2 separate regions of the Oryctolagus cuniculus genome follow, and region 2 is linked to region 1. A link is a contact called in public Micro-C data. All regions are on one chromosome and are shown on one strand. Each heading gives the region's core, a stretch centred on a gene start, on an enhancer-like site or on the middle of the called end of the contact. The rest is flanking DNA. Distances are from core to core; before and after follow the strand shown.

The links. Hi-C and Micro-C count contacts between places; a contact is called where the count stands out from the background.
Region 2: a Micro-C map of ear pinna shows a contact between it and region 1, with 2.6 times the contacts expected there. The contact joins the promoter of CCDC102A here to the enhancer-like site in region 1. A contact is called at or near these places in 3 of 6 Hi-C or Micro-C datasets (ear pinna, skin fibroblasts and an unstated tissue).

The regions. Positions count from the first base shown.
Region 1 is chr18:40,901,761-40,904,460 of mOryCun1.1, reverse strand. No RefSeq gene overlaps it. Among named protein-coding and RNA genes, the nearest start is that of PLLP, 14 kb to the right of the region's middle. Within about 2 kb of position 1,285, at least 5 of the 8 cell types and tissues checked have an H3K27ac peak or open chromatin away from gene starts, as enhancers often do. A contact at or near this core is called in ear pinna, where this site is marked.
Region 2 is chr18:41,071,075-41,073,774 of mOryCun1.1, reverse strand. It overlaps CCDC102A (coiled-coil domain containing 102A), which reads left to right and starts at 1,448. Exons shown (of 9, transcript XM_051846800.2): 1 at 1,448-1,688.

The DNA of each region.
Region 1 (2,700 bases), core at 36-2,535:
ATTCTGTCCCGGTTGCCCCTCTTCCAGGCCAGCTCTCTGCTGTGGCCAGGGAGTGCAGTGGAGGATGGCCCAAGTCCTTGGGCCCTGCACCCCAGACGGTGATGGCGACAGCTTAGTTACGTGGGTCCCTGCTGCTCAGCGGGGAGAGCTAGTCTGAGTCCGGCTCCCACCTTCTGCCTGGTCCAGCCCTGGGTGTGATGGGCATTTGAGGAGTGAATCTATTTTTCTCTGCCTATCAAATAAAATGGAAATAACTAAATGCAACTTAAAATGGAAAACAAAAACAAAAACATTTTAAAAAGATTGTTTCCTGATACACCCTATTCCTAGTACCTGAATAGCATTTGATTTTATTCTTCTTGTTTTTTTTTTTTTTAATAGCTATTTATTTATTTGAAAGGCAGAGCTACACAGAGAGAGGGAGAAGGAGAGAGAGAGAGATCTTCCATCTGCTGGTGCTGGTTCACTCCCCAAATGGCCCCAAAGGCCAGGGCAGGCCAAGCTGAAGCCAGCAGCCTGGAACTCCACCCAGGACTCCCATGAGGGTGGCAGGGGCTCAAGCACTTGACCATCCTCTGCTGCTGTCCCAGGAGCTTTAGCAGGGAGCTGGACTGAAAGTGGAGCAGCTGGGACGCCAACCAGCGCCCACATGGGATGCTGTGTGGCAGGCCCCTGTCTCTGACCCTTTCTTTTGCCTTGGCTCCATGTTGAATGCGTCTTGAGAGCAGAGTCTGTTTTGTTCACAGCATTTAGAACATAGCAAGCCCCTCATCGGTGTGCACAGACCACCTTCCCAGTGCCCAGTGTGTGTTTTAGAAGAGTCTGTGCTAAACCTGGAGGAGTTCACTCTGCCAGACAAGGAGGAGGGGGCCTGTGGGAGGACCAGGACCTCAGCCCACCCCAGGGGCCTGCATCATCCGGAGCCTGGCCCAGAGGGGCAGGAGAGGTGCGCGCGCAGGTGATGCTCTCTGATACTGTCCCAGGCAAGCGCGAGGTTACCAAAGGGTTAATGTGACCCCAATGCTCACACCTTCCGAGGGCGACCCCCCCCAATGCCCTGCTAGAGGGGCAGCACCTGCCTTGTGGCACAGCAAGTCTAGGGCCCAGGATCGGAGGGGGTGGGAGGGGCTGGGAAGTTCCGCAGGGAAGAGGGCCCTCGGGGCCCTGCGGGCTCCTGGTCCCGGCGCCACAGCCGGTGCGTGGGGGAAGTCTGGGGTTAGGGAAGCAGGGGGAGGAAGGGAAGCGAGGAAGGTGCTGCGGGGGCCGGGGCAGCACAGATGAGTCACGAAATGACGGAATGCAGGCAGGAGGAAGCGAGGAAGGAATTCACCCGCGGAGCTTCCCTGCGCGCCTCCTGCACGCCAGGCTGGATCCGGGCACTGGGGACACGGTCACGAGCCGGGCGGATCGGGCTGTGTCGCAGCGGGGCGCCGGCTAGGCCGAGGCCTGAGCGAACAGGCGGCACACGCCAGCAAACGCACGCTGTCTCCTCGCTGCTCGTGGTCTGCGCGCCCGCACACCGAGACGCCTCTAGGCCCGCGCAGGTAGGCGGGCGTGAGTGCCACCTGCAGAGAACACCGAGGGACAAGCGCGCGGGAACGCAAGGGCACCGCAGGCGCGCAGCTGTCAGAGCCGGCGCGCCAGGGAAGGCCTACAGTTTGAGGCGTAGTCCCTGGGTCCACGGCCTTGCAGCGCCTCCTGCAGACCACGCGCGCCCTCTACCGCAGTGTTGCCTCGCCCCGCCCCCGGCGGCCCTCTCGCCCCGCCCCTCTCCAGCACGTTCGCCTGGCTCCGCCCATGCCATACAGAGAACGTGCGTTCCGTTGCTCACTACGCATGCGCACGCTATGAAAATTCCGAAGAGGCTCGCTTGCGCGCCCTGGAGCAAGCAGTCAGGATGGCCGAGCGGTCTAAGGCGCTGCGTTCAGGTCGCAGTCTCCCCTGGAGGCGTGGGTTCGAATCCCACTTCTGACAAAAGCTTGATTTTTTTTTTCCGTGCTTTTCTTGCTAAGCAGCGGCAAGCAAGTGAGGGAATCCCTTTCGCCTTTTTAATACTGTTCTGCCGCTTTCACAAGTCCAGCAGGAATCTCCAGTAGCAGACGTGTTCTGCTTAAAGACTTTGGACTGTAAGAAGAATGGCCCGCCTCTGTAGAGCCGCCCTGTCTCCTGCTCAGTGTAGCCCAGCGTACGCACTCCACTGGCTTTTGCGTCTTAGACAGAAAATGGGCAAAAGCATATTGTCAGAAGTGGGATTCGAACCCACGCCTCCAGGGGAGACTGCGACCTGAACGCAGCGCCTTAGACCGCTCGGCCATCCTGACTTCCTGGAAAGGCGGCCGTGGGACCAGGTGTCGTGGCTGGAGCCCGGCCGAGCCGAGCCGCGTCGGAGCCCCGACCGCGCCGCCGGCCCAGAGCCCCCAGGAAGCGCCTCGACTTACCGGCCTTCCCGAGCGGGCCCCGTCGCGTCCCTGACCCCGTCGGTGTTCCCCGTGAAATCAGAGATGGGCTTCCCTCGCGAGGACGGACCGAGAGAACACCCGCTAGCCGGCGCGCTGAGCCTGAGGAGGCGGCGGCGTTACCCGCGCCCCCAACCCCGGCGGGAGGGCCGGGAGCGGGGTCCCGTGGGAAGCGGTGCGGTGGCTGCGCCCCGTGGCGTCCCGGCGGGGTGCGTGTGTGGGTGCTCCGAGCCCCGTTGCGGGA
Region 2 (2,700 bases), core at 199-2,698, 170 kb before region 1:
ATGATGCCTGTGCCCTTGTCCTCTGAGCTCCCAGCATCTGCATCTCACAAGTCCAAGAGGCCACAGGAAACAAAGGCCAGAGCAGCCACACAATTCCAGACCGGCCACCAGCGCTGATGGGAGCCACACGGCCCCAGGGACAGCTGACGCCAGCCGACGAGCAGGTGCAGCCCTGCACGGAAGACACGAAGCAAGTGAACGGACAAGCAGAACTGCGGGTCTTGCAAAATGCATGCTATCTCGCCAAATTCTCAGAAGCAGTATCAGAGGAACAGGGCAGCCACCGGCCACAACATCTGGGAAGGAAGTGGCCAAGCCCTCCCAAGGAGAACCACTGCCCCACTGAAGCGCGCAAAGTGACCCTTGGGGCTTGGGGAGGCCGTTGAAGACTTCTCCTTGCTGCAGGAACATGAGGTCAGAAGGGAAGGATGATCTCTCCTGGACTTTGTTGAGGAAACAAAGACTTCAAACATCAGCATTTGACACCAGTTCTCCCTTCACTCTAATGGGTCCTTGGCCGCAGTTAGGATCTGCTGTGGGCTAGGAGTGGTATCACGCACGGCTCAGCAGACTAAGCCTGCTTCCCAGGTCGGCAGGCATCCCATATCGGTGCTGGGTCCAGGCCCACTCACTCCACTTCGGATCCAGCTCCCTGCTAATCCGCCTGGGAAAGCAGTGGAGGATGGCCCAAGTCCCTGCATCCACGTGGGAGACCTGGCAGAGGCTCCTGGCCCAGCCGCAGCCCCTGTAGCCAGCTGGGGAATGAACCAATAGCCGGAAGATATCTCTGACTGCCCCTAACTCTGGCTTTCATATAAAAAAATATTTAAAAAAGAAAGGAGCTATTGGTAACCTAGGGTAAAACTAACTTACCTTCGTAATGTTTCATTTCTTTTTCTAGGCAAAATCTCAATCTATCAATGTTAGGACCTCGTTTTGGGGAGGGGTCTTTTAAACATGTCCACCTCAGGCGGCCTTCCAATGGACAGGATGGGGGGGGGACCTCAGACACCCTCTTCCTTGCCAGGACTGCAGCCACTCTACCCCCAAACAGAGGGAACCCCAAAACAGCTAGACGCCCGGGGTCCTCCAAGCCTCACTGCACACGGGAGTCTGCGGCGGCCGCCTCAGGTGCCCCACCACGAGCTGCGTGGGTCAACTCTGCGGTTTTGCAAATGGGGAAACTGAGGCCGGCTGAGGCCACAGGCCTGCGGGCCCGCGTCCTTTCGGTGCGGACAACAGAAGTGGGCTTGGGAAGCGCGCCCCACGTGTGGAGCCCGGGACCCGCCTGGAATGTCGCCGGCGCTCCGGGAAACCTGAGGCGGGAACGCCGAGCCCCCGCGGGCCCCCGACCCTGCCTCCGGTCCCCCCCCCCATCCCGGCCCCCACGCAGGGGTGGGGCCTCCGCAGGGTCTGCTTGGCTCTCCAGCTCGGGCCGCGCCCCTCGCCCCGAAGCTGGGCTACGAGGCCCACAAGTAGCCGGGGTCACCGCGGGGCCACAGCGGTGCTCGCGCCGGGGCCCCGCTGCGCCCGCCCCGCCGGCTCCCCTCCTTCCCCTCCCCCCAGGAGGGAGGAGGAGACTCCGCGGCCCTCCCTCGGCCCTCCCGGCGGCAGCCGCAGCCAGCCCCGTGCCCACTCCACCCAGCCCGGCGGGTAGGACGTCCGGAGCCCGCCAGTCCCGGCTCGAGGTGAGCGGGGGCGGAGGGCGCAAAGTCACCGCGGCTCGGGAAGTCGCTGCGGACCGCGCACCTTCCGCGGGAGGGGAGGGGTTAAGTTGGGGGGAGGCGTGCTGGAGGAGCGGGAGCCAGCGGGGCGCCCGCGGCAACCCCCAAACTTCGAACGGAACTTTCTAGCCCTCTCCTTTGGCACAGGCGGCTCTTGGGGGGGGGATCTCGAGCCCCGGGCCAGGAGGGGCTGCCGGGCGGCTGGGGGAGGGGGCCGCCCTTGGAATGCTGCGGGCTGGCGGCGGGAGGGGGCGGCGGGCGGGGGCGGAATTTGGAACTCTCCCGGGGGACCCAACGTGGTCACCATGGCGAGCGCGGGATGGACAGGAGGAGTTGGCCAATCAGAGCACGATACCACCGCCCCAGACCTGTGGTGGCTGCCAATGGGGGCGCACCAAGGAGGAGGTGGGCGGGACTGCCCCGCGCTGGACGGAGGGCCCGCCGCCCGCCGCCCGCCGATAGGTGGAGCCGGGCGGCTCCTAGGGCCGAGGTGGCCGGGGAGGGGTCGACCAAGTTGAAGGCCAAGGCGATTGAGAGTGATGGGAAGCAGAAGCTGATTTCTGAGTTAGGGCAGGTGGAAGGGCGGCTCCGGGCCAGGAGAGGGGAACGGGCCTCGGTTGTCCCGCCGTGGTGACAGTGCTGTTAAATGGCATCAACCACAAGACCCCTGCCCCATGGGGCTTCAGTTTCTCTACCTTTATGTGGGGTCGCAGCCCCACCGCCACCTCCCAGGAGTGTTGTTGGGAGCGAATTGGTTTGGGTTGGTTCAAGGTCTGCCCACCTGCTGGACAGAACTTTTAGGAATTCCTTTAGTGCCTCGTCCCATCCTATAGGTAGGGAAACCGAGGCCCAGAGAAGGCCAGGGACCCGCAGGGATCACACAACATGTCGATGGCAGAGGGGGAAGGAGCTGGTGAGTAGTTTAAGGAGTTGCTCAGAGGGTTGGGGCTGGAGCAGAACCCCACCCCCCCCGCTG